5 separate regions of the Mus musculus genome follow, and all the other regions are linked to region 2. Evidence: chromatin contacts called from public HiChIP or PLAC-seq and promoter capture Hi-C data. All regions are on one chromosome and are shown on one strand. The core of a region is the stretch at or near the end of the contact, and the rest is flanking DNA. Distances in the headings are between cores, read along the strand shown.

Evidence for each region. Promoter capture Hi-C pulls out the DNA fragments that hold promoters and counts their contacts. HiChIP or PLAC-seq counts read pairs in DNA pulled down with a chosen protein or histone mark.
Region 1: a contact with region 2 is called in a promoter capture Hi-C map of pre-B cells, with 4 times the contacts expected there. The contact joins the promoter of Calm2 here to the promoter of Msh6 in region 2. A contact is called at or near these places in 1 of 39 promoter capture datasets (pre-B cells), 1 of 484 Hi-C or Micro-C datasets (embryonic stem cells) and 4 of 115 datasets of contacts at active chromatin or transcription factors (effector CD8 T cells, embryonic stem cells, memory CD8 T cells and 1 more).
Region 3: a contact with region 2 is called in a promoter capture Hi-C map of liver, with 2.2 times the contacts expected there. The contact joins the enhancer-like site here to the promoter of Msh6 in region 2. A contact is called at or near these places in 6 of 39 promoter capture datasets (cranial neural crest, hippocampal neurons, liver and 2 more), 9 of 115 datasets of contacts at active chromatin or transcription factors (acute myeloid leukemia, bone marrow-derived macrophages, differentiating embryonic stem cells and 6 more) and 2 of 9 other capture datasets (liver and macrophages).
Region 4: a contact with region 2 is called in a promoter capture Hi-C map of pre-B cells. The contact joins the promoter of Ppp1r21 here to the promoter of Msh6 in region 2. A contact is called at or near these places in 13 of 39 promoter capture datasets (the 3T3-L1 cell line, the C10 cell line, the HPC-7 cell line and 9 more), 6 of 484 Hi-C or Micro-C datasets (B cells, CD4 T cells, embryonic stem cells and 2 more), 25 of 115 datasets of contacts at active chromatin or transcription factors (the 230-238 cell line, astrocytes, bone marrow-derived macrophages and 16 more) and 3 of 9 other capture datasets (adipose tissue, liver and macrophages).
Region 5: an H3K27ac HiChIP or PLAC-seq map of embryonic stem cells shows a contact between it and region 2, with 15 times the contacts expected there. The contact joins the enhancer-like site here to the promoter of Msh6 in region 2. A contact is called at or near these places in 21 of 39 promoter capture datasets (the 3T3-L1 cell line, 3T3-L1-derived adipocytes, the C10 cell line and 13 more), 1 of 15 datasets of contacts at CTCF or cohesin (embryonic stem cells), 10 of 484 Hi-C or Micro-C datasets (B cells, CD4 T cells, CD8 T cells and 5 more), 28 of 115 datasets of contacts at active chromatin or transcription factors (the 230-238 cell line, astrocytes, bone marrow-derived macrophages and 14 more) and 4 of 9 other capture datasets (adipose tissue, embryonic stem cells, liver and 1 more).

The regions. Positions count from the first base shown.
Region 1 is chr17:87,442,802-87,448,322 of GRCm38.p6, reverse strand. It overlaps Calm2 (calmodulin 2), which reads left to right and starts at 1,388. Exons shown (of 6, transcript NM_007589.5): 1 at 1,388-1,530. The coding sequence starts at 1,528.
Region 2 is chr17:87,971,373-87,976,536 of GRCm38.p6, reverse strand. It overlaps Msh6 (mutS homolog 6), which reads right to left and starts at 1,487. Exons shown (of 10, transcript NM_010830.2): 1 at 1,132-1,487. The coding sequence starts at 1,388.
Region 3 is chr17:88,559,978-88,565,367 of GRCm38.p6, reverse strand. It overlaps Ppp1r21 (protein phosphatase 1, regulatory subunit 21), which reads right to left. Exons shown (of 22, transcript NM_028658.4): 12 at 3,123-3,259. Among named protein-coding and RNA genes, the nearest start is that of Ppp1r21, 33 kb to the right of the region's middle. Within about 2 kb of position 1,572, at least 14 of the 459 cell types and tissues checked have an H3K27ac peak or open chromatin away from gene starts, as enhancers often do. A contact at or near this core is called in liver and pro-B cells, where this site is marked.
Region 4 is chr17:88,527,715-88,533,330 of GRCm38.p6, reverse strand. Ppp1r21 (protein phosphatase 1, regulatory subunit 21) reads right to left here and starts at 3,207. Exons shown (of 22, transcript NM_028658.4): 1 at 3,013-3,207. The coding sequence starts at 3,069.
Region 5 is chr17:88,507,479-88,512,713 of GRCm38.p6, reverse strand. No RefSeq gene overlaps it. Among named protein-coding and RNA genes, the nearest start is that of Ppp1r21, 20 kb to the left of the region's middle. Within about 2 kb of position 3,438, at least 115 of the 459 cell types and tissues checked have an H3K27ac peak or open chromatin away from gene starts, as enhancers often do. A contact at or near this core is called in CD8 T cells, the HPC-7 cell line, adipose tissue and 4 more, where this site is marked.

The sequences.
Region 1 (5,521 bases), core at 139-2,638, 530 kb after region 2:
TCATTTGTGGGGTAAGGTTAATTAGCTCTCCTCCCTTTCAGTATTATCAGGGCACCACATTGGCAAGGATAATAGAAACAGAAATCTGAGGTTTGGTTTGGTTTGGTATTCCCATCGAGTGGGCATTCGTTCGAAAGGGTGTCAGCTTTGTTAGTGCTAATTAGAAGGCCGCTTAATGTCTGGTTTCCATGACTGAAAGAGGGCCCAGCTCTGGCTTCATTAAAAGATATGTTTAAAGGTGTGAGGGATGTCTAACTTAGGTAAAGGAGGTTAAAATGGACTCTCCGAGTGGGTGCATATAGCTGTTAGCACCGAAATGTTCTTGCTGAACGGGGAAACTATCCTGAAGGCAGGCTTCTTTCTGAAGTTGAGGTTTCATCTTGCCTTGCTTTTTACAAAGTGATTGCTCTCCACGGTTTGAGGGTTTGCATGGTGGTGCTTTTTCAACTGGGAAGTTCTTTCTGCCTTCGCCATCTTCCTAATTCTCTCTGGGCCGTGGCTGTTCCATCAATCTTCTCTGGGCACTGTATTTTGAGGATGGAATCCTTATTTTCCTCTCTAACCCCCATCATCCTTTTCTGGTTGTCTACTTTGGGCTTCTAATTTCAGAGGGGCTCCTTGGGGAGACCGACAGCACACACTCTCGGATACAGTGGGTTTGAGTAGCTTTCTGATAAATTACTGCTAGGAAAGAGAAGCGAAGGGTAGGCATAAACGGAAGCCCCTTTTTTGATTAGCTTGTCAGCTGAGCTGCATGGGTTCGGCACCGTGTAATGAAAAACGACCGGCCTCCCTATGCAGCAACGCTGAGAAGCTGGGCGCGCTGGGTGGGTGTTTACTGGGGGGGGGGGGTGTCCTTCAGTTTTATTTATTTTTTGTTTTGGCCCGTGTTGTTTTTGTCAGCAGCACCTCCATACGGGGCGGGAAGGTGAGTGTGTGCGTGTGTCTGTGGCAGGCAGGACGGGTGGAAGAAGGTCCTCCAGCCGAGCGCAGAGAGAGCCACGCTGCCGCCTGGCGCAGTTGCCAGGACAGCGCGGCGCGAGCAAGCAACGGCAGAAGCCGCAACCGCGTTCCGGCTGCGAGAGAAAGTGACGCATTGCAGGTACAAATCAGCCAATCAGCAGCAAGCTCAACGAGGTTCGCCTGGTCGACCGCCACCGCGGTGCTCCTCCGCGCCGCAAAGTAGCTCCTGCCAGGCGCGGTTCCCCCGGCCTTTTAACGGCTTGCCTGGGAGTGGAACCCACTTACGTCATCCGTCCCCCTGCTCCCCTTTCTCTCTTGCGTGTCTGCCCAGTGACTGCGGAGAAAGGGGGTCTCCCGGAGAGTTGGGGGGGGGGAGGGGGCGGGGGCTGGCCGGGACTCGTTCGCTAGGTTCCGTTATCTGGATGAGGCGGAGGGATCTGGCGGAGGGAGGCGGAGGGAGGTGTTTATGAGGAGCTGGGGGCGGAGGAGGAGAATTAGTCCGAGTGGAGCGAGCGAGTCGAGCGGTTGTCTGGTCGCGTCTCGGAAACCCGTAGCCCTTGCAGCATGGTGAGTGCGTAGCTGAGCGGCCGGCGCCCCGCGGGTCGGGGAAAGATGCTGAAGCGGATTGACTAAAGAGGGGACCTCCCCTCTCAGAACTGTCCTCGCCAGAGGGACGGCACCAAAAAAAAAAAAAAAAAAAAGCCAGGAGGCCCCCCGCGACACTTGTGTCGCAGGTGTCCCCCACCCCTGTCCTCTTGGGTTCCCTTTTAGATGAGTCGGGGGACCGCTGCGGGGCTTGGCCGGGGGAGGATGGATCTGGGGTGCGGGGCCGTGGGCTCGGTCGAGAGAGCAGAGCAGGAGGGGCTGCGGCCGAGGCGGCGCCAAAGGTCAGCCCCGGGGGCCGGATTCAAACCGCCAACGGCCACCGCCGAGCGAGCGCGGGCGCCAGGAAGCGCCTTTGTCCGCCCGGCCGCCATGCGCGGGGGGTGGGGTGGGGAGGAGCGCGGGGCCCCGAGGCGAGCGGGCGCCGTTAGCCCGCATCCCCGCGAGGCCGGGCCGGGCCGGGCCGGGGGCGCGCCCCGTGGGTCCAGCCCGTGCGGGGACCCCCGCCGCGGGGGTCGGGTGGGGTGAGCGCGCGGGGCCCCGAGCCGCCGCCCTACGCGGCTCGGCTCGGCTCGCGCCCCAGCTGCTGCGCTGGCACCTGCAGGACTGCGGAGGTCTGGGCGGCCCGCGGCGCTGCGGGGATGGGCGGGGGAGGGGACCCCAGCAGTCCCCCCTCCCCCTCCGCGCAGGGCTGCTGCTGCTGCTGCTTGTTCACTCCATCTGGTGCTGGCTTCCGCTACCCAGACTGGATGATTAATTTTTTTTTCTTTTTTTAAATCGTTGAAGAATACAAGCTTTTGCTGGAAGTCGGGCGCTTTCTCAAAAAAAAAAAAAATAGAGCTCGTAAAGGGAAAGCAACCGACCTCAGTTAGGGTCTCAAAGGCGTTTTTCGGCCCCCATGAGCTAGTGGAAGTAGCAATTAAGGGGCGGGTCGCTAAATTCTTGAGTGCTCAGGTGCACTCCTGTTCACCTCTACCACACGCAGAGTTCCTTGAAAACGACTTGCGTTTCAGAGTGGAAGTTGCCATCTGATCTTAGTTCTTACGGACAGTTCACCTATGCAATAATGGCCGTCAGTAACTGTACACTTAAAGAGTGTAAAAGAGAGCAGGAGATTTTAGAAAGAGCTTTGAAAAATAAGTCCCTCTTCGTGTTTTCTGTTTTAAAAAAATTAATGAGGACGATAATTTGCAATACTTATTTTACTCCCTTGCCAAATGGTTACAGCAATGGGTGTGTCCAGGAGGCAAGGTGACATCTTAAACAGTAGTTGGGAATCCCTGCCAACTGAAACCTCCAGCCTGCTTGGGTGTGGGGAGTGTTCACCTTGAGAGAGCTAGCCTTCATTTAACTTTGGTGAATTCTTTTTGATATATATTTTTTAACTAATGAATTTTAATATGCTGACTGAATTTGTTCTTTGTAAGGGGAAACACGATGTAAATTATAGGCAGTAATTGACACTCCAAGTTGTATAGTAACTTATTATTTTTTTAGTTAGCATAGGATTTAAATCTTTACTGGAAAATTAGAATTTATATCTTAACAGTGGTTCTCCCCAGTAAGTTTTATATTTAAATGTATCGTTGCTACATCGACAACTATTCTAGTAACTTCATAATATTTAAGACTTTAGATTCTGAGGACTTCGTTAAAGAGAAAAAAATTGTTCTGTTAGGTACCTATGTATATAGAACTGATTACAAAGCCCTTGGATTTGCATGCAGTCATTGTATTTTTATTGGGATGTCATGTATTGAAAGGAATGTGCTGTTGATGGCTGGGTGACACAGGATGTAAACAGTAGAAAATGTCTCGAGTGTGTCTAAGTCAGTCCATTAAGCTGAAGGTTTTTATTAGGCTCAAAGATAGGGATTTGCTTTGGCTGCATTATAACATAGAAACTTGTAGCTAAGCTAGAGTTGAGACTTTCAGTCAAGGCCCTGATTTCGATGAAGTTTTGTTCTCCCCTGGTTTCTTTTTTGCCTCAGATGCTTTTATAGGAAGGGTGCCATTCTGTCAGAATAAAGACCTCCTTTTTCCTACAGAAATAACTTCTATTGGTTTTGCTATAATTGTAGAAGAGATGATAGATGAAGCCTCGATGAACAGGATGAAGATGTGTTTGTGTTCACTGAAGCCATGGAGTCATACATTTATTCACATACGCTAGATTTTTTTAAAAAATCACTTTTCAGCCATTTGAGTGCTCGTGTAATGCATTCAGTTCAGCTGACTCTGTAATGCAGGTTAGTTTCTAAATGAAGATCAACAGTGGTAACCCAAAGTGCAGGATGTGGTTCAGTAGGTTGGGATGGAGCCTGAAAGCATACTGGAAGCCTCTGGAATGAGGGTCAGACCATCACAGCAAGCCTTGAAGAATGGAGAGAGCGAAGAACTAGTCATCTCTCTGGTGACTTGGTCTTCCCCTTAGTGTGATAAACACATGTTAATGAGCTTGTATTTTCCCAAAAGTATAATTGTGGTTCTAAGAAAATGGCACTCTCCATAGACAGAAAAAGTAGTTGAAAATACTGAGTGCCAGGAAGTCTTTGCTTTTGATTTTTAGGAGTTTTTATTCTAGAACTTATTGGTAAAGTTTATTTTAAAAACTTAAACTCGGAGCTAGAGAGATAGCTTAAGGGTTAGGAGCACTGATGCTCTTCTTGAGGACCTGGGTTCAATTCTCAGCACTCACATGGTAGCTCACAACCATCTGTAACTCCAGTTCCAGGGGTCCTAACACAGACATGCTTGTAGGCAGAATACTAGATGCACATAAAATAAAATGTAGAAAAACTCCTTAAACTCAAGAAAGAACTTTTCACGAAGCCTTGGAAGCAAAAGTTGAAAGGTTTTCAAGTTATCTGGGAAACGAGTTTTGTGTGCCTGGTTCATTCCTTGAAGGTGATTTGTGTGCACTGTTTTAAGATTTATTTACTTATTTATTTATGTAATTATTGTTAGTGCCTTGTCTCCCTGAGACCTTATCTTTTATGTATACACCTATAAGACACTTCCATCAGTCTTTGACCCAACCTATTGCAACTGAAATCTGTGGAGTCACTGGCTGAGTTCCTGCTCTTAAGACATAACGTGCATTCCTTCCGATTTCCACCCTACAGTTAAGCTTGGCATCTTTTAAGGCTCAGGGTGATCTCAGTTGATGCTCTTCATGCCTTTTGTTTGTGTGTGTGAGTAAATTTTCTTTGCTTAGAGTTACTGCGAAGGAAGCATGGTGCGCTGTAAGGCTTGGTATTTGTGTTTTCACCTTCTGTATGGGAACTGAGCTGCTCGGTTAATATACATTGTAGGTAATCATTAGCTGCATGGTTGGTGGTGTAGGTGAAGTTATCTATGAAAGGTTGTGTAATATGTCCCAGGTTGCACAGCTTATAAAACCAGGGTGTTGAGAGATGGGTATTTAGAGAGGTGGTAAAAGACACCGAACATAACTGGCATTTCAATTTTAAGTCTAACTAAACTTCTTGGCTTTTTCCCTTTTTTCTTCCCTTAGTACTATTAAGGAGAAATAAGTTTAATTTATATTGTAATTAAATTGGATATTGCTTTTTTAAATTAAGATCTTGCTGTGTTGCCCAGACTGGCCTCCAACTAATGACCACACTGCCATGGATCAAATCGAGTTGTTGAGGAGGGAAGTTACCTTTTGGTTCCTCTTCAGATTCTATGCTGTGCTCTAGAGAAATTCATGAGGCCATTCCTAAAACGGTACAACCCTTCCCTCCCAAAAAAAGGGAGTCTAATTGAAAAGGAAGCTGGTTTTATTGGATATATTTTTGTGTATAAATTATAAGTTTTTTGAAAGTTTTATATAATTCTGAGTTATTTGACATAATCTCGGAGTCAAGTTTGCTTGGCTCTATAGTTGTGTCCACATTCTGCCTACCCATTGTGTTCCAGGCTCACTAGACTGAATGCAGCTCATAGCACA
Region 2 (5,164 bases), core at 238-2,737:
TAAGTTGTCCTCTGATTTCCACAACCTACTATAGCATGCATACACACATATACACACTAACAGGTAATTTTAAAAAATATAGAAATAATGGGGCTGGAGAGCTGCTCAGCAGTTAAGAGCACTGGCATTCTTCCATAGGAACCAGGTTTGATTCCCTGCACCCACCCAGTAGCTCACAATATCTCTAACTACAGAGGCTGAGGTCCTCCTCTGGCCTCTCTCAGGCAGCGTGCATGCACATGGGCACACATACATACACGGAGGCAAAATACACCTCTGTGTTTACCTGTGTCTGAACTGTGTCCTTTATAGCCAAAGGGAAGGAAAGAAATTAGAGATCCAAAATCATTTTCTCTGCCCCAGGAGCATACGCCAGCTCTTCCTGGTGCCCAAGCTGAAACTCCAGAGTACTGGACTCCAGAAAGAACTCTTTACATTTTAAATAAGTCGCTGCACACTTCTTAATCCCAGCAGAGGCAGGTGGATGTCTGAGTTCCAGGACAGCCAGGGCTACACAGAGAAACTCTGTCTCGAAAAAAAATGAAAATAAATAGATAAAATAAATGTCTCTAGTCGTTCCTACAAACGACAGCCAAATTTACAAAGTGCGAGTACAACTCCAGGCAAGTTTCCCCCAGTAAACCTTCTTGCCCAGGGCTTGCCCAATACTCCGAAGACCCACTAACTGCGAAAAATCTCCCGCACTCTTCCCTCCTGTGAAAAGGTGGGTTAAAAAAAACTGTCGTCCCAAGCCGGAGCGCCGCTTTCACTATCTACAAACTTCCACCTGCAACCCGAGTTTCCTCCCACCGTAGGCTCGCCACCCGGAGGAGCTCCCTGCCCGATCCGATCCGCCCCGCCCCCTCAGGCCGCGGATCGCAGCAGGACACCCACCGTTCCCGCTCCGGCCACTTTGGGGGAGGGTGTCTCCGTCCCCGAGCCTCCCGAGCCTCCCCACCCCCACAGTGGGAGTGCGCTCGCTTGCTCGCAGCGTCCCCCGAGAGTCCCGGGCACCGGCCCCGCTTCTCCCGGGCCGGCAGGCCGCCCCTCCTCCCGCCGCCTGGCACGGAGCAGCCTCCCCCTCCTTCCGGGAGACCCGCGCGCCGCCGCAGCCCCGACCGAGCCGGCTACCTGGGAGGCACGGCCTGCGCGGAGGAGGAGGCCCTCCGCAGCCCTCCGTTGAGATCCTTTGCCTCCGGCGACGAGGCGGATACCGCCGCGGACCGGGACCCGGGTTCAGCCTCGCTCCAGGCCGCATCCCCGCCGCGGGAAGCGGAGGCTCCAGAGGCAGCGGCACCTTGGCGTGAGGCCTCGGCCGCGGCCTTCTTGGTGTCGCCGAGTGCCGGGGACTTGGGGAAGAAGCTGTACAAGGTGCTTTGTCGGGACATGATGAAGGCTGACGGGCAGACCGGGCCACGGCTCCGAGCGCCTACAAGGATCGCATCCACCGCGCGGCCGCCGCTGGCGGGAAAGTCGGGAGGAGGCGCGTCCTACCCGAGCATCCGTAGCCCAGCGGCCAATCCGAAGGCGTGTCGGCCTGCGCGGTGGGCGGGGCCCCGCCCGCGACGTGCCCTGGCGTAGATGGGCGGGGCGGGGCGGGCCCAGCCCCCAAGCTCGGGTTGGCGGGCCTTGAGACTGAGCCTTTGCAAAGCAGTGGAGCTCGCGGTGGCTACCCGGGCAAGTATGCACCAAGAAGACGGAAGTGGCTTGCGCGGTTGCTGGAACGGCGGGGTGCACCCTGCGAGAAGCCGCGTCGAGCTCGCTGCGGAAACACCTGGCCCTGCGGGCGGTCCTGCGGTTGGACTGAAAGGAGCTGAGAAATTGGTTGTTGCTGTCTGCCACGTACGGTGCGTTCGCAGAGCATTGTACAGAGCGGCACTTGTGAATGCCAAGTGCAAGAACAGCTATCCACAAAACCAGCTACCCACAAAACTTTCCTTGGCCCGTCACTGCCTCAACTAGTTTACGCCTTACTATATGAGATGGGCAGTTAAGGTCCAGTCTTATCTGAGCCCTTTAGCATAAGTGTGCAGAATTTTTTATATTTTAGAAACTGAGATTGCTAAGGTAATGTTGAGCGTCAACGCTTGGGCCCTAGCAACCCTAACGAGCTAAACTCCCACTCATCCTCAGTAGTCGAATAATAGAGAAAATAGCAAAAAAACAGATTTTTTTTTCAAAGGGCCACATTAGGAAGATAAAGTTCAGCCCCCCCCCCCCGGAAGTTCATCTTTGGGGGTACTGACGTGAAGTTTTGGTTTAAACCGGGCGACGGGAACCAGAATGGTCTTGTAAGAGGTGGTCTGACCCACCATAATCTCTGCTCCAGACTGTCCTACATGGGGATTCAACGAGCTTCAGATACTTGAGAAATCTCTTTCCAGAAACCAAGTTCTTCCTCTACACTAACTCGAAGCTTTGTCTTACCCCTTCCCACCAAAAAATTCCTGGAGAAATTCCAATTCTTTGGAGTCCATTATTTCAATTGCCTGATAGCCAAAGGGAGCCAAGTGTTTCTCCTCAGAATGTCTTCCTGCCAGGTTGATTACAGGGCGTTTTCGAAAATTGGAGCTCCTATTCAAATTCAAGAAATTGGAGCTGAGCGCGAAGGTGTGTGCCTTTAACCCCATTGTTCCAGGCAGAAGCAGGTGGATCTCTGAGGTCAAGGACAACCCTGGCTACAGTTACAAGACTTGCCAGGGTTTGTTACACGGAGAAACCCTGTCACAAAAAAAAAAAAAAAAAAAAAAAACCAAAACAAAAAAAACAACTAAATCAAGAAGGAGAGAGAGAGAAATTGGGAGACTTAATTCAGCTCTAAGTAAGAATGGACTTAGCTCTGGCTAGCAATACCTTCACTTTGGTAAAAGGGTAAAAAGATTTGCTTTGTTGGACAAAACCAGCTCAGCCTGTAAAGGTGCTTTGGAGTCCAGCTAGAGACCTGAATTCTATCACTAGAATCACACTGTGAAGGATTGCTGCAAATTATCCTCTGACCTCTATACTCAGGCTCCATAGGCTTGGGGTGGGCACGGTCACGTGCACACGTGTATACGTGTGTATGTGTGTGTGTGTGTGTGTGTGTGTACACATACACACACCAGCCTAAAAACAAAAGAAACTTGGTATGGTAGGCCACACCCTTGATCTCAGCACTTAGGAGACAGGGGATCTCTGTGAAGTTTGAGGCTGTTAAGAGATGTCCCAGAGAAACTACCAAGCTAGACCACTTTGTAGACAGAAAGATTCCTTTAGAATCAAACTGCTAAGGCCAGTCTCTTGGGACAGAGATAGGAGCAGCCTGTTGGGAAAACAAGCAGACTTTGTGACGGGGTGGAGGTGGGGGGAAATCTGAGCTGATAAGATTATTCTGTTTTTCGGATAGGTTAAAGCAGGTGGCATTGCCTGAGGTAGTTGACCTTCCAGGAGGGAACGTTCAGGGAGGTTCTTGGTGAAGAGAAACTACCTTAAAAGATTTGCTCTGCTAATAAACAGAAACCTTTAGGCTTGTTAATCCAGTAAGTCTTTCTGTTTATCCAAAGGCCTTCTGTTTAGGACAGTGTCACCAGCACTCTCCGTGGGAGTGGTGCTTTGAACCTGGTAGAGGCCAGCCCTGTCTACACAATGAGTTCAGGCCAGCCAGGGTTATGCGGTAAGGCTCTATGGCAAAACAAATAAGTAATTAAATTAAATTTTTAAAAAGAGTAAGTGGCTGGGCGGTGGTGGCGCACGCCTTTAATCCCAGCACTTGGGAGGCAGAGGCAGGTGGATTTCTGAGTTTGAGGCCAGCCGGGTCTACAAAGTGAGTTCCAGGACAGCCAGGGCTACACAGAGAAACCCTGTCTCCAAAAACAAAAACAAACAAACAAACAAACAAAAAAAGAGTAAGTGATTTTCTGTGTTTGGGCAGACCTGGTTTTCCTTTGCGTCTTTGCAGTAGATGAGCGACTGCTATCCTCTGATATATCCTTACATTAGGCTTTTACACATGTTCTCAGTTTACCTTATTATTTATTCTTTTTTAATCAGGTTCTTGCTGTTTAACTTAGGCTGACCTCAGAGTTCAGCTCATCCTGCCTTGACCCGTCCAGCAGGTCCAGTTATTCTATTCGAGGGTCTCGAGGGGACCTTCTCCTAAGAACCAAATTGGGGGGGGTTAGAGAGAGATGAGAACCTTGTGTAAAGAACGACACAGAAACGTTCTGAGTAACATCAAGGTTCCACTGTATTAGCCAGGCCCAAGGCTTAAATGCACAAGCAAAAGGGGAAGTGCCTTTCAGCAGGAAGGATGGGGCAGTAGAATTGCACAAGCAAAAGGGGAAGTACAGGTACTTATTAGCGGGAGGGGTGGGGCAATAGAATTGCACAAGCAAAAGGGGAAGTACTTATCAGCGGGAGGGGTGGGGCAATAGAAATTTTTTCTTTTGGCAGCTACACGGGGAAGCAGGAACTTGGTGGTATCAGGGTGTGGTCAGGACATCGGCGATGACTTAGGGCTGGAACATTCTGTGGTTGTTCTCTGAACGGTGTGTCCGTGGCCCGCTTCTGACCCCCTTTTCTTTTCTCTGGGAGAGGCCCAATTCAGAGATCAGGACAATAGTGTTGTCTTAATAGCTCCCAACACTGCCTCAGTTTCCCTAGAGCTAGAGGCCTGTCACAACAGCTGTCTTGAAATGTTCTTACTTTAGAACCAGACTCTGGGGCTGGAAAGGTAGCAGCTTGGCGAGGAAAAGTTCTTGCTGCTCTTACACAGCAGCTCTCCCCTTCACAGCCTAGACAGTGTGAGTCCTAGCTCACTGACTTCCCAGTGCTGTGACAACTCACCTGGGAGGTGAGTTGACATCTAAGAGGTGCCACATCCTGTCTTTGTCCCCTTCCCTGCCTCATGCCTGGGAACCAGCCTAGTTGCTGCTCTTGCTGTGAAGTCTCTCATCCTCAGAGAGCTAACTATAAGATGCTCCATTCTCTGCCAGGGAGGCTGGTGCTCTCCAGAGATCCTGCCATGCAGATTGTCTCTGGTTCAGAGCCTGAGCTCTCCTCCAAGCCCCCACCATGCTATCATCCCTCATTCTGTCTATCCATGAAATTACTCTTCGAATAACCTCCTCATTCCCTAGTAATCTGCCTTACTTTACTCTTAAATAAACTCAACCAAACCCAAAGA
Region 3 (5,390 bases), core at 323-2,822, 590 kb before region 2:
TTCTCCCAGCCACTGCCTGATGAGGTTAAGTTCTGATCAGGTCTGGCCAAGAAGTGGGGAGGGACCCCTTCCTTCACCTACTCTCCCACGTCTGAGATGAGGCTCTACCTTGACCAAGTGCTGCAGAGAACGCTGTGACCCTTGTCACCCCTGGCAAACCAAAGAGACCTGAGATACAACTGTCCCCAACACTTCAACTGTAGCTCTGAGACTGAGCTCTAGAAAAAAAAACAAAAACAAAGCAGCAAGGAAATGCTCTCCCCTGGGATAAATGAAGACGTCATCAAGCCTATGGCTCTCACTCGATGAACTGTGGTGAAAGCACCGAAGAGACTGGCCGATTCACTGAACCAGACTATAGGTAAGTTACCACAGTGAGAAGAAAGACACAGGCCTCTGGCAGCCACAAATCATGAACACTAACCTCAAAAATGCTACCAGCTCACTATATATGTTAACTCTAAAGAAGCCTGTATTGAATGCAATTGTTTTTAAGTGACACATGCTCCAAAGCCTTCAAAAAAGCCCAGAGCCACAATCAGAGGAGCTTAATCCAGGGTCTAATTAGGGAAGGAGAGGCCGCAAAGTCAATCAAAGCACCACTATCATCCTGACTGCGCATGCCCAAGGCTGAGGTCCAGGAGCAGCAGCAGGAGTAAGTCCCAGGCCCCCAAAACTACATTGCTTAAGGAAACACCATGTTCATGGATCAGAAGACCTGAGAAGCAATACTCTCAGTATGTTTCCCGGGACTACTATAACAAAGTACCTACCACAAATGAGACACGTACGCTATAGAACCCTGCAAGCTGCTGCTGCAGTTCATAAGAAGGGACCCTGAACAGCCAAAACACTGTTGAAAAAGAAGAATGTAGGAGGGTTCACACCTCCTCATCTCAAAACTTCTACAAAGCAACAGTCATCAGAACGGTGTGTGACTGCACAGGAGGCACGTAGATTCAGGAACAATACTGGAAGTCCAGGAATAAACTCACATATGTATGGTCAACTGACTTTCAGTGAGGGTGCAGGACCATTTGCCACAATGAACTATCCTCTGGACAAATGGACAGAGATGCTGCTGGGCAGCCACATGAAAAGGAGGAGTCACACCTCACCCTGCACCACACACCCAAATTAACTCAAAATGGATCAAAGACCCAAGTGTAACCATAAAAATTGTTAAGCTCTTAGAGGTAAACAAGTCCTCATAACTTTGGACTTGATAAGGGGTTTTTACATATGGGAAAAGCAGGACCCCTCCCCAACAGAAAGAAATAACAGATAAACGGATAATAGACTTTCATCACACTTAAAGATGTCTGTGTTTTAAAGCATGTTGCAGACAAAGAAAAAAACAAGCCCCTAAGTACAAGAAAATTCAGTGGATCACATATCCAACAAGGGATTTGGCTGTGGAATATATAAAGAACTGTTATAACTCAATGATAAGAAGGCAAACAACTGAACCCAACTTAAAATGAAGAAGAGATCCAAACAGATGTTTCACCAAAGAAATAAACATGCATCGGGCAAGCCAGACAGCAGGGAAAAGGAAGTCAAACCACAGCAAAGGGTCAGAAAGGGTTCAGAACACCAGGACGGCCAAGACCAAAGTCCAATAACAGCAACTGTTAGTGCGGATGAGGAAAAATTTAACTCTTGAATATTGCTGGCAGGAGGAAAATGGTCTTGGTAACTTTTCAGATAGTTCAATATAGTCAACCATCTGATCTAGCAGGTCTGCTCCTAGGTATAGGAGGGTGTCACCAGACCCAGAGAACGAAAAGATAAACCCACATATAAGCTTGTATGCTAATGTCTGTAGCATTATTGTTCGTAATAGTCAAACAATCCCAATTTTTTGATGGATGCACATTGTACTACTTGGTATTCTGCAATAAAAAGGTATGGAGAGTGGATACGTGCTCTACATTTTGCATCAGTCTCGTAAGCTTTATTACATGAAAGCTAACAAACCCACCCAATTACATATAGTGGGACCATTTGTTAATCTGGAGATGGGAATTAGAGAAGTAGCTGCTTGGCGTTAGGCAAGAAAGCTATAGCTGAAGAACAAAAGGTTCTTCAGGCGACTAAATGGTGTAAACCGGTCTGCACTGTAGGGCAAGGCATGAGCACACTGAAAGCTGCTGGGCTGGGCTTTAAGTGGGTAAACTGCAGTAGGTAACTGAGAGCACAGAAGAGACAAAAACAGGCACTTTTCCTTTTTTGGGGGGGAGGGGGGCGGGGTTGTTTTTTTTGTTTGTTTGTTTGTTTTGTTTTTTCGAGACAGGGTTTCTCTGTGTAACCCTGGCTGTTCTGGAACTCACTCTGTAGACCAGGCTGGCCTTGAACTCAGAAATCTGCCTGCCTCTGCCTGCCATGTGCTGGGATTTAAGGCGTGCACCACGCCTGGCTAAGGCACTTTCCTTATGCTGTCGCTCTTGTGCTGTAATCGTCCCTCCCTCCCTCCCTCACTCCTTCTCTCTCTTCCCCCTCCCTCTCCCTTCTCCTTTCCCTCCCTCCCCCCTCCTCCCACCCCTCCTCTCCCCCCCTCCCTTCTGCCTTTAAAGCCCAGGCTGTGAAGAAATGCAGGAAACTTAGGGTACTTGTGCCTCAGCTTCCTGGGTCCCGAGATCACAGATGTACCTCCAGGCCCAGCTAAAACCGCAGCATTCTTAAAAACATCACTGAAACTGAAGTCCTCAGTGACTGCCTGAGTATTTTTCTCTAGTTAGGCTAAAGGGAGACAATCCACAACTTTAAAAGCTGCTACCAAATGACCCTGATGCCCCTGTGGCTCCCTGTGGCTCCCTTAGTGAAGTGTTGTTACGCTCACCCTATAAACAGTCATGGCTCTCCCTTCTCCACTTAAGAAAAGAGGAGAGAGAGCGAATTCATATTTAATGCATGGTTCATGCCCAATAGTTTATCTTACCTTCATAGCACAGCACTCAACTCCACTTACCCTTTAATTCCCTACCTCTAGCTCACTGAATGCAGGGTTTTCTGCTCCCAGACCTTCTGTTCTGCCCACTCTCCCGAGCTGACCCACACCCTCTCCAGCCTCTGCGCTGCCCGGCCCTTGCAGCTGAGCCGTGGGCCGTGGTCTCACTTACTTGGCAAGGCGAGGAGAGTGACATACGTCTGCAGCTTCTCAAACACGGCTGTCATCGTCTTCATGTCCTGGGACAGCTCCAGGTTCCTGGCTCTCAGTGCAGGTGTGCAGAGGGAAGATTCACACTCTTCTTCTAAACTGGGAACGGCAGGGTTGAAAGGTGAGCATCCTTGATGACGCCCCTTTCCTTGTCTCTGTGCAGCCCTGGTGTCCTGGAGCTCGCTCTGCAGACCAGGCTGGCCTCGAACTCAGAGATCCGCCTGCCTCTGCCTCTGGATTAAAAGTGTGCACCACTATGCTTGGCTTTCTTTTTTCTTTTATAAAAAAAAATTTTTGTCTAAATGTTTAGATAGATAGATAGATAGATAGATAGATAGGTAGATAGATAGGTAGATAGATAGGTAGATAGGTAGATACACACACATACACATACACATATACAATGTTTTATTTGTCTAAGTGCTTTGCCTGCATATGTCTGTGTACCATTTGTGTGTGTGTTCACGAGGAGGCCAGAGGAGGTTTCACAGGCCCTGGACCTGGAGTTATGGGTGGTTGTGAGCTACGTACCGTGTAGAAGCTAGAACTCACAGCCAGGCGCTCGAGAAGAACAAAATGTGCTCTTATCACTGAGCCACATCTCCAGCATGAGAGTAATGTATACTTAAGTATTGAAATTATTTTTTAAAAAGTTATTTATGTGGATGCACATGCCACCGCATCAATATGGCATCACAAGGCCATCTGCAGGAGTGGGTTCTACCCTTCCACCATGTGACTCTCAACAGCCGAGCAGCACAAGTCTTTGCCTACTGAGCCACCGTCTGCACTGGATTACGGTCTTAAAATAGACATGTGTCACTCGGCTTCTCATCATGACCTCTCGCAGGACTTTAAGAGAATCAAACAGTTCCAAGAAACAAAAGCAAAACCGTCCCATTTCCCTATGGGTAAAAACGGTGTAAGACAAACAAGAGAAGGCATGGAGGGGAGCCAGGCTGCCTCTGTACAGCTAACACCAGGGGCACAACTGCGCTGTGAACCTCGGTGGAGATCACCACAGCACAGAGCTGGACGCTCCCATGTCTGCAGAGAGGGCATGGGAACACGGGGCCTGCCTTGCTTTTTTTTTTTCCTGCTCTATGTGAGTGAATTGTTGGTTCAGTAATAAACACATAGAACCTTTGCTAGGGAAAACCTTAAATTATTTATAGAAGACATTTCATTTAACTGAATCCCTAAAGAGAATTAAATAAACAAAAACCGGTATTGCTGCTACTATAGGCTCACATTTAAACGTTCCTAATTGTCGTAGTCAGGGTTTCTATTCCTGCACAAACATCATGACCAAGAAGCAAGTTGGGGAGGAAAGGGTTTATTCAGCTTACACTTCCACACCGCTGTTCATCACTGAAGGAAGTCAGGACTGGAACTCAAGTAGGTCAGGAAGCAGGAGCTGATGCAGAGGCCATGGAGGGATGTTCTTTACTGGCTTGCTTCCCCTGGCTTGCTCAGCCTGCTCTCATATAGAACCAAGACTACCAGCCCAGAGATGGTCCCACCGACAAGGGGCCTTTCCCCCTTGATCACTAATTGAGAAAATGCCTTACAGCTGGATCTCATGGAGGCACTTCCCCAACTGAAGCTCCTTTCTCTGTGATAACTTCAGCCTGTGTCAAGTTGACACACAAAACCAGCCAATACACTAATATTATCAAAAATATATTTTACCATTTTCAACTTTAAGTAGGTACTTTAACTATAAAGTTCTTTAAATGTGGATTCTTAGTAATGTTTATTTAACAGTGCATAGTCATCAAGTAAAAAGGTCCATACATAACTAGAAAACATGCAAAGCACGGTGTGTGCCGCAGTCCCACGGTCAGGGGCAGGGAGGTGAGCTTCAGGGGCAGCCTGAGCCATGCAGCCAAACTCTGTTCCCCACCCTCAAAACAAAACAAACCTAGAAAAGTTAACAAGGAGACATGATTCCATCTCCTCCCTTCCTCTCCCCTAGTCATCTGCTTTATTCAATTCTGCTCCCAAAGGGGTTATTTAGATAGACAGATAGATAGACAGACAGACAGATGATAGAGCATAAAAATACATAGCCAGAGAGAGAGAGAAAGAGAGAGCATAAAAATGATAGCCATATAAAATAACAAATACTTCCGAGACACGGTCTTCACTCTGCTGCACACTGACCTAGAGTTTATAATCCACCTGCCCGTTTCCTACGGGCAGGGACTCAGGGTGTACTCTGCCAAGC
Region 4 (5,616 bases), core at 1,958-4,457, 560 kb before region 2:
ATGAGAAATGATCTGGCCCAACAGGGGAGATGACCCCAAGTCCAGCAGAGCAAAGCGCCTTAGCACATCATTCCTACAGGTGTTCTCTACAGCTGTACCCTCATTAACTCTCCAAGTTCACCTGTACAGAATATTTTAAGGAACTAATCTTTAACCCCATTTTTAGCAAGTTTAGCTCCATTAAAATTTTTTCATCAAGTATTCTCAACATCAACTCAAGCTAACATAGGAAACATGCAACTTTCACGTGTTCTGCATCCCTAAATTCCAAGTCTACATCTTTAAAACACCGCTTTGCTCCCACTTGACCTTGCTTGGTTATGGCAAGCACAATCCTTCACCTCAGAGCTTTGTCAAACTCTGTGTCTTCCCTTAGTTACCAAGTCCTGAAGAGACCTGAGGACAAACAGTTTATACCCTGTTCATATCTTTCCTGAGCCCAGTGGTATGAAGGAAGCAGGCTCTCAAAACCGGTAAGCTAAAAAAAACGTATTGTTAAACCAAAACTCCTGAACTCTCCTCTCCACTCCAGATACCAACTTTACTTACTTAAGCCTACATTTTCTTCCCAGTGTAGTCCAACAACCGAACATCTCTATTCCAGCCTATCTACCATATGGTTACCAATTTCCTTCCAAAGAGTAATGTTACTCCCTCAGTAAAAGAGACCTTTGGAAGCTGACAAGATGGTTCAACCATTAATGGCACTTGTCACCAATCCTGATGATTTCAGTACAGTTCCTGGAATCTACATGGTGGAGGAGAAGAAGAAAAGAAGAAGAGGAGAAAGAGGAGGAGGAGGAAGAGGAGGAGGAGGAAGAAGAAGGAGAAGGAGAAGAAGGAGAAGAAGGAGGGAAGGAAGGAAGGAAGGAAGGAAGGAAGGAGAAGGAGGAGGAGGAGGAGGAGGAGGAGGAGGAGGAGGAGGAGAAGAAGAAGAAGAAGAAGAAGAAGAAGAAGAAGAAGAAGAAGAAGAAGAAGATGATGATGATGATCAACCCCGAAGAAGAAGAAGAAGAAGAAGAAGAAGAAGAAGAAGAAGAAGAAGAAGAAGAAGAAGAAGATCAACCCCCAAAAGCTGTCTCCTCCTCCTCGCCATCACCATCACCCCACCCCACCCCACCCACACACACACACACACACACACACACACACACACAGACACAGACAGAGACACACACACACACACACACACACACACACTAATAAATAGATGGATAGATAGACGGATGGACGGACAGACGGGTGGATGGACAGATGGATGGTTGGGTTTCTTTGACCTTCCCATTGCACACATCTTATCTGAAATCCACAGCCCTCATGATCTAGCCCACTCTCCCTTCACCACACTCTGCCTGCCATGTATCTTAAGATGTTTTCAGGACAGCCAGCATAGGCTAACCGAGTTACATGGAAAGCTACCACTCTCTTCATCCCCTTCCCTACTCCCTAGTGTAAGGAACTCCCCCTTCCCCAGTGACCTCTCCTCTGAGCTGCGCTGACCATCACTTGCTACACTGTATCATAATTGCAGGCCACGCTAATTTAAGGGTCTATTAAAGGTGATTGTGCAGCTTGAACTCCGGCTTTCTCAACTGAGCCTGGCACACTGCTTGCGGGGTGCACATATAACATGAGTTTGTTGAACACATTAACATACCCAAAAGAATAAAACCTTTCCATGCCTTTCATTACTTTAGGAGGTGATATAATTATTCCCGCAACACGGCCACTGCTCTGAGCCCTTCTGGAACTCTACTCACTGGCCATTTGGAACCAAACTTTCAAAGTTATTTACCCTCCAGAGATGGAAATCGGGCCCCTTACTTTATATGCATGAAACATTTTCAACCAAAAATAGTAGTGGCAAATTTGGGCACTGCCATCCTCCACCCACCCTCCTTCGTTATATGGAACTGTTCCAAACAAGGGAATCCTCCCCCAAAAGACAATGCACTATCTCAGGCGCTGAGCCACAGAAGTCTACGAGGATTTCAGACGGAACTACAAAGGGAGTGGACAAGGTGAGTGATAAGCTGAATGCCATCAAGGCTCCCATCTGATGCTGAGGACTTAAGGGTGCACGCTTAGGTGCCAGTATCATTTCTTTATATTTCACTTTACCTTCCCAAATACAAGCTTAATAAAATCATAAAGGGGGATGTCGTACACTTGGGTTTTTTTTTTTTTCAAATTAGAAAAAGGGCGAAATCTTTTCATTGCTTCTGTGAATGCCAAGATAATTGGAAATTAAACACGACTACCGAATCCTTTTCAAAGGCGTGAGATTCTGCTTTAATAACTTCATTAGAATATTCTTCAGGCAGAAAACCCTACCCAGAAACTGCACCACCCTTGTCCAAGAAAAAGGTTTCACCATTTGAAAGACTGACACTTCAGAAGGCCGGGTCCCTGTTTTGCATAATTCTGTATTTAAGGAGAACCTGCGGTGTGCACTGCCCCATTCCACGGAAGGAAGGTGCAAGAGAAAAAGACATCAGCCCCACCACCCAAGCTGTCAAAATCAGTGGCGACAACATCTGTATTCCAAAGCACCCATCCCAATGAGGCCGTTTACGCTCCCAAACTGATGTGGTGGCAAATAAGTCGTTTTAACTTTAAAAGCATCTCCTCGCGAAAAGGAGATGGTGATTTCCCCATCATCGGGCGAACTGAGAAAGCAGAGAGCATAGGGTGGTCCCTCATTCCTCCCTTCCCCTCAGGCTAGCACCAAGAGCTGTGCCTTGGATTTCTGTCATTCCATTTCTAAGCCTGCTGGTCCAGCGAGAAGGAAGACTCAAACTCCAGCTCCTTTCTGCAGAGACGCACACGGACCCAGACACCGCCCGGCCCTATCTCCATGGAGCTGCAGGTGGAGGCATCGTAATGGTGGAAGCAGGAGGTGGAGAGGAGAGGAGGAGCCCTCTGCATCCCCCCCACCATCCCAAATCGCTGCCACGGCCAGCTGAGGCCTCCGGGCCAGAAACCCCTGTCTCCCCCACCCACGATGGGTACCTTCGAGTACTCCTGAGCCAGCTTCTGGTACTTCCCCTGCAACTCTGCGGAGGCCATGGCCTCCCCCGCCCCGTCCAGGCCTGGCCGCCCGGGCTGCCGAGCCCCGCCCCCCGCCCCCAACCCCACACTTGCTCCTCCCGGGCAGGGCTCAGCCAGCTTCTGCAGCACCGCCGCCGCCGCCGCGCCTCCTCCTCCTCCACTTCCGGGTTTCCAGGCGGGAGGGAGGAGGAGCGGGACCAGAGGCGGGGCGACCACCGGGGGCGGGGCGACGTCTTGACATCACCGCCCCGCCCTCTGGTGCTCCGGTTCGCGCATGTGCGGCCCGACGGACCCGCCTGTGCGGTGCTTTTGCCCCTCCTGAGACCCTAGACGCCATGTTGGAAGAGGCGGGAAGATGGCGACCCGTTTCCGGGCGAGCCAGAATCAAGCGGGAGGAGAATGAGTGCCTACGGAATGGATGGAACACCGAAGGGAGAGACAGAGGATGCAAGGAGAAGCATTCTAAGAACATCAAGAATTCTGGCTACCCAGTCCCCTAGTCGCCATAGCAACCGCCTAGCGTCAGTCGCTTGCTTCTTGGAAGCTTGTTTTCCGCCTTCTCATTCATTATCTGGATACCCAGACTTGTGCTACACTGTAAACCGTCCAACCTAGCACATATTTATACCGTTTGCCCTTCTCCCCTTCTCAGATCAGAAAACCTTCATTGTCTTCTGTGTTTTGTCATTGACCTTTCTCTACTCAAATGCCACATGCCCGCCCCTGACCCTTATTCATCTATCAGAACATTTTAAGCCGTAAAAGAACATACAGTTTCTGAAAATTTCTACCACGCATTGAGATGTAAAGACCATTAATGTTTTGTTTTGTTTTTAAAAAAAAAACGGCTAGACTAGATATCTTGAGATACCTTATGATGAAAAACTGCTCCTTTTCATTTAAAATATTTTTGACAGTTCTGTTGAGGATTAATGTAGGTATAGCATTGAAGTATTTCTTGTTAGAATAATATGAATGAAGAAAGATATGTGTTTCTTGAGACATAATATGACAGTTGAAACTAATGAACTACATTTGTACACAAACACATACATATGAACATTATGCTAAATAAGTCAATTGCACTGGGTGCAGCTGTATAAACCTTTAATCTCAGTACTTAGAAGGCAGACAGGCAAATGGATCTCTACTGGTTTACATATTAAGTTTCAGGCCAGCCAGTGAAACTCTGTCTTTAAAAAAAAAATAGTGAATTGTAATATACTATAAATAATCTTAAAAATTATGAAGTGGAAGTAGCCAGACATGTTTAGTCATACCAGCAGTCCTAGCATTTGGGAGGCTGAGGCATGAGGAAGTCAAGTTTGAGAGCAGTCTGGACTACACACACACAGTATGTACTGTGTGTGTGTGTGTGTGTGTGTGTGTATAATCTCCATAATATGTGAAGTAACATTATTCCGATTTTTATTTTATTTAATGTATATGAGTACACTGTAGCTGTACAGATGGTTGTGAGCCTTCTTGTGGTTGTTGCAAATTGAATTTTTAGGACCTCTGCTCACTCCAGCTGGCCTGGCTCACTCAGTCCCTGCTTGCTCAGGCCCAAAGATTTATTTATTATTATATGTAAGTACACTGTAGCTGACTTCAGAAGCACCAGAAGAGGGCACCAGATCTCATTACAGATGGTTGTGAGCCACCATGTGGTTGCTGGGATTTGAACTCAGGACCTTAGGATCAGTGCTCTTACCTACTGAGCCATCTGGTTTTTTTCTTTTTCTTTTTCTTTTTTTTCTGAGACAGGGTTTCTCTGTGTAGCCCTGGCTGTCCTGGAACTCACTTTGTAGACCAGGCTGGCCTCGAACTCAGAAATCTGCCTGCTTCTGCCTCCCAAGTGCTGGGATCAAAGGCGTGTGCCACCACTGCCCGGCCCAACATTATTCTTAAACACATGAATATGTAGTAAAAACACAGAGACAACTAGAACACTGGTTGTTCGGTGCCTCTAGCAGAAAAAGAAGGAAATGAAACAGGACAGAGGAGCATCAACTTGATTTCTCTAGGTTTTTTAAAGTAAATATTATTACCTTTATTATGGAGGAAACGCATCTAGGAAGGCTAAGTCAGCCCTGTGGATTATTTAGAGGTATAATTAAAGTGAAAGCTGTGCTAGCTAGCTTCTCTTTTATCTGGGAGCAATCCAGGAGTTGTTCAGCAAAGAGCTCAGCCTGTATCGTTTCCTGTACAAACTAAAACTGTACACTTTACACTTGCTAATAAATAAGTACTGCCATCCAAACTTCCAGAATAACCGTTCCTGAGAGGAGTGTTAGTTCCCTGTAGCACCACCAAGTGGCAGAATTAAATGGTGTAATCCATTTCCATGGTTTGAATAGGAATGGAAATTTTTTTTATTGTTTTAAAAATGTCATTCCAGAAAATAACATTCCAAAGAAAAACATACAACTTTAGCAAGAGAGTCTGTATGAATTCATATTACTGAATTTAGAAATTTATTTTGACTGGCTGGCTGTTTGATCAGACACATTGTTTTAAAACCCTAGTTGGTAAATAAGAGTAAATTAAAATTAAGATTCTCAT
Region 5 (5,235 bases), core at 2,189-4,688, 530 kb before region 2:
AGCTGGGTGTTTCAGTGTATGTAGGGGAGTGTTATTTGAGGGAGGGAAGGATGGGTGAAAGAGAAAAGGAGAGAGAGAGAGAGAGAGAGAGAGAGAGAGAGAGAGAGAGAGAGAGAGAGAGGCAGGGCACAGAACTAAGAGACAGAGCAACACAGTGCTGTGTGGACTTCTGGGACCCACAAACAATTGAGAAACATTTTGAAGAAAATCCCAAGGTGAGCAGAGTGCAACCCCAGTAGACCACTCTAGTGTATACTAGATGTGGCGAAGTGTGCTAGAAAAGCCCCTCCATTCCAACAACGTATCCCACAGCCTTAAGGTAAAGCAACATAATACTCACATGGGTTACATTTGTGCAGGGAAGAAGGAAACGGGAGTAAGGGGAGTGGCAAAAACTGGGGTGTGCCAAACTCCATGTTCTGACACACGGGCCTAATAGTTATTTTCACTTTTCTCTAGTGTCTATTCTAAAAATTTCACAGCCAAAAAAAAAAAAAAGTCTTCGGAATACAGGAGACTCAGTCGCAGTAATGTCGATCAGACTAGAGACCCCTTCTCTGCTTCGGCTTTGGGCAGATTGTTCACTTTTATTATTAAAATCCACACACCTGGTGGGTTATATTTCATTTTTTTGTTGGTCGGTTTTGAGTCCCAGGCTGGTCTAGAATTTGCTGTAAAAGCCAAGATTAGCCTTGACGACTCCTCACTCCATGGTCCAAGAGCTGGATGGGATGGCAGGCATGAACCACCGGTCCACCCACTAACCACTCAATGCCCCAGCCCAGCCAACAGATATTTATTAAGAAATAACCACAAGCCGGGCGTGGTGGCACACGCCTTTAATCCCAGAACTCGGGAGGCAGAGGCAGGCAGATTTCTGAGTTCGAGGCCAGCCTGGTCTACAAAGTGAGTTCCAGGACAGCCAGGAGTATACAGAGAAACCCTGTCTCGAAAAACCAAAAAAAAAAAGAAAGAAAGAAAGAAAGAAAGAAAGAAAGAAGGAAGGAAGGAAGGAAGGAAGGAAGGAAAGAAAGAAAGAAAGAAAGAAAGAAAGAAAGAAAGAAAGAAAGAAAGAAAGAAAGAAAGAAAGAAAGAAAGAAAGAAAGAAAGAAAGAAAACCACAAACGTCCCACAAACCTATCGCCCCTCTTCCCTATTTTCAAGGTCTCCGTTCCATTGGCTTTCTCAAGCTGTTTTCTGCCTGGTATAACCTCATTTTGCCACCAGGGAGCGCGCCATCACCAAATTTGCAGCCACTTGAGGTGACAGTCCTGAAACTGGTTACCAATCTGAGGCACGCCCATGACCACTGGTAGCAATTGTTTAGGCACGTCTCTCTAGTGACTTCATCTTTTTCAGGAAACAATTAGCCTGTTTGAACAGAACAGGTTAGGCAAATTCTTAACTGGAAAATCAGTAAGTCCTTTTGCAGGGCGTGTTGGGACACTTTGCACTCTTTCAGCTGAGTTAGGGTGTGGACCCTTTGTCCTCACGTGATGGCTGGGCAAGGAGGCAAATAGCCCTCTTATGCAGGCACAACCCTTCCTTTGTCCTGGGCGGCCTGGGCAGCGTTGGGGGCGGGGAGCACCTGTGGCTGGGATGAACAGACCCAAAGCAGTAAGGGGTCACAGACCAGACGCTGCAGCCCCCTCGGCCTTTTCTTCCTGGAACCCAGCGAGTTCCGGGCCACCTTCAGAAACACAAGCAAGGCTTTTAGACTAGGACAAGGGGCTGGAGGAGAGGGTGAGAGTTGAAGCACCCTTCTCAATGCGATTTGCCTGGGCTATTTCCAACCTGTTCAAGAAAGCCCTTGGAAATACGGGGTGCTGAAGGCCTGTCTCAGTCTGACCGCTGTCCCCCAGATCCGTACAATTCAGTCAGTGTGGATTCTAACCCCTTGCCCGCACCCCCACTCCACCGACGGCTGCCCGGTTTTCTCTATGAAGCAGCTACATCCAACGCTCTCTCCCAAACCCTGTGAGTTCAGGTTAAGGGTGCTTTGCGGACTCCCAGCAATTCTGTCTAAGCTTTAACTACAGTCATACATCCCCACACTTCTGACTCTCACTAAACTCTAAGGGACATAACGACTTGTTTGCTTTTTTGATACACACTCATTTGCCCAGCTAGCCTGGATCTCTAAGAAAATCTAAGGGTGACTTATAACTCCGGCCTCCCTGAGTGCTGGGATCATTATGCCAGGCAAGCACTGAACCCCCATAAAGCCATTTGAAAATTAAAAATATCCTCCACGTCTGTCATTTTCTCCCCTGAGACTGTGCAAACAGACCCCAAGGATCGCAGCGCTGGGATGTAAGAAAGTATTTGAGAACAAGAAACCTTCTGAAAGCCCCTCATCACTGAGGCACTGCCTCTGTGTACAAAACAGGCCTGGGGAGCAAGGGAGAGGAAGGCTTCGCAAAGACAGGAATGACAGCTGATGAGAGAGATTGGGAGGAGCACGACAAAGGATACTTTTTTTTTTTTCCCCTTTCTGGTGCTTTCTGTAGTCACGCCTTCAATCCCAGCACTGGGGAGGCAGAGACAGGTGGCTCTCTGTGAGTTCCAAGACAGCCTTGTTTACTTAGGGGGTGGGTTCTAGGTTAGCCCTATCCAGAAAGAGAGGAGAGAGAGGGAGGGAAGGAGAGAGAGAGAGAGAGAGAGAGAGAGAGAGAGAGAGAGAGAGAGAGAGAGAGAATATACCTGTCATGTTCAAAGCTGAGACTACAGAAGACCACCATCTTTTGTCCCACATTCTCCAAATCTCCTGATCCCTGCCCACTCCGGGCCATCCAAACGGTGCTATCACGAGGACTGTGATAATTAAATTCTGGCTGTCGGGCTGACGAGATGGCTCAGTGGGTAAGAGTACCCGACTGCTCTTCCAAAAGGTCTGGAGTTCAAATCCCAGCAACCACATGGTGGCTCACAACCATCCATAACGAAATCTGACGCCCTCTTCTGGGGTGTCTGAAGACAGCTACAGTGTACTTACATATAATAAATAAATAAATCTTTAAAAAATATATAATATAAAAAAAATTCTGGCTGTCATGTGCACTGGGCACTGAGGTAGGTACTGAAGAATTCATATACAGCCACAGTCGGGGCTGGGTAGTGAGTGAGACGCTCCCGTGGTGGAGAGAAGTGTAGAGCTTGGCAAGATTACAAAGGAGATGGGAACTGATCTGGTCCCCCAGTCAGTGGGTACATGAGTGGCTTACCGAGGGACACTGGGTTGAGCTATGGGACACAGCTGTACAGAGGACAGTCAAATACTTGACCTCCTGGAGGGGCATTCTAGTGATGCATGCTACACTAAGTCAGAATTTTGTTGGCAGTAGAAAGGGGAAGAGGTCAGGGGAGTTGGAGAGGGAGAAGTGACTCTTGAATGGTGACTCACAGATGAGAGGTGTAGGCGCCTGGGGGCGGGGCCCTGGGCATTGGGAGCAGAGGGTGTGCAGCACATTTGGGGAACAGCAAAGGGAGGGACTGGCGTGGCACAGGCAAGGAAGAGAGAGAAGCAGAAGGCATGGGCAGGCTTTCTGAACTGTTCCAAAGGGGGTAACTGTGGGAGTGGCCAGCTACTGGGAAACGCGGCTCTAAAAGAGAAATCAAAGCACTAGCTTGCAGCTTTGCTGATTCCACCAGGCACCGGTGTATGTAAAGGTGTAAAGTCTGAGCAGAGATCTAGGAGCGATCAGCTCCCAGCTTCAGCCGCTCAGGACGGCTAATGCTGACAGTGTCTGACTCCTGATACAGGGTCACACTTGCTGCAGTGCTGAGGGCAGAGCCTGCGGGGACTAAAGGAGACAGTAGGGTAGAAGCCCGGCTCCAGGGAAGTCTGGTAGTGGGGGAATAAGACAGTCTCAGAGGTGAGCGGTAGAGGAGGCCCCGAGGAGCTAGCAGGTTCTGGGCATGACTGAATACACCTGGATTTCTTGGCAGACTGATGGTGGAGTACAGAGGAGAACGATTCAGGGAGGCGCCAAGGTTAAAGGAAAGTTTTGGGGAGAGTACGAAGCTCTAGGAAGAAGAGAACACTGTGGAAAGTGGTGCTTGTAAGCTTGTAACCTATTGTGGAACAGGAAACAAAGAGATGCAGGTACCAAGGCAGCATTGGACAAACCAACAGACAGAACTAGACACAGGGCTCTGCGATAGGTGTGCTGCAGAGAGCGCTCAGGACTTGGGCCTGGGTCACAGAGATTCGTTAGTATAGGACTCTGAGCGAGAGCGCATGTACGCACTCGCATGAGAGAGAGAGAGAGAGAGAGAGAGAGAGAGAGAGAGAGATGTCTTTGAGGGCATGCCTGTTTCTGGAAGTATAAACTTTGTGGTGACTTCATTTATTACATGCTAGCTAGACGCCAAAAAAAAAGTTGCTGTTTTTATAGAGATCCCACAACATCCCTGTGAAAATTTTTGATAATATTTTTACACCTTATTTGCTTGCAAAATAAATTTTACAAATTCCCTTTCATTTTTAGCTTTTATGAGATTACAGTTCCGGTTATTTAGACTGAGCTATATACAATAAATGAGCTTTAAAAATGGAAATATAAACATCTATCTGCAGTTAAGTATTTGTGATGGATGACAATGTTCCTAGAACGACAGATGTAAGTCAAACGGTTTGGTTAACAGAAAAAATGATCGTTTGAGCATGATAAAGGAGATTTGGGCTGAGAGCAACATAATAGCAATAATAGCACTGAAAGTTACAAACACACTTTCTGCATGCTTCCACAATTTGTTCTTAAAAAAAAAAAAAAATCAGCCGGGCGTGTTGGTGCACGCCTTTAATCCCAGCACTCGGGAGGCAGAGGCAGGCAGATTTCTGAGTTTGAGGCCAACCTGGTCTACAGAGTGAGTTCCAGGACAGCCAGGGCTACATAGAGAAACCCTGTCTCGAAAAACCAATAAGTAAATAAATAAATAAAATAAAAATAAAAAAAGAAAATCATTTACAAAATGCCTCCATTGCTAAACAGGAAAGCAAAGGCTGGCCCGCAGTCAAATGGCTCCATCTCTTGCCTTTGTCCATCTACCACGCTGGGAAAGACTTACAGGAAGCCCGCCCCAGACCCAAGGCCAGGCAGGCAGGGCTCCTGGCAGGCCAGGAGGAAATCCTCTGCGAGCAGCTCCATCTGGCCACTGATGGTACACTTCTGTCATCCTGGCACTTGAGACACGGAGGCAAGACGATCAGGCGCTCCAGACCAGCTGGAGATA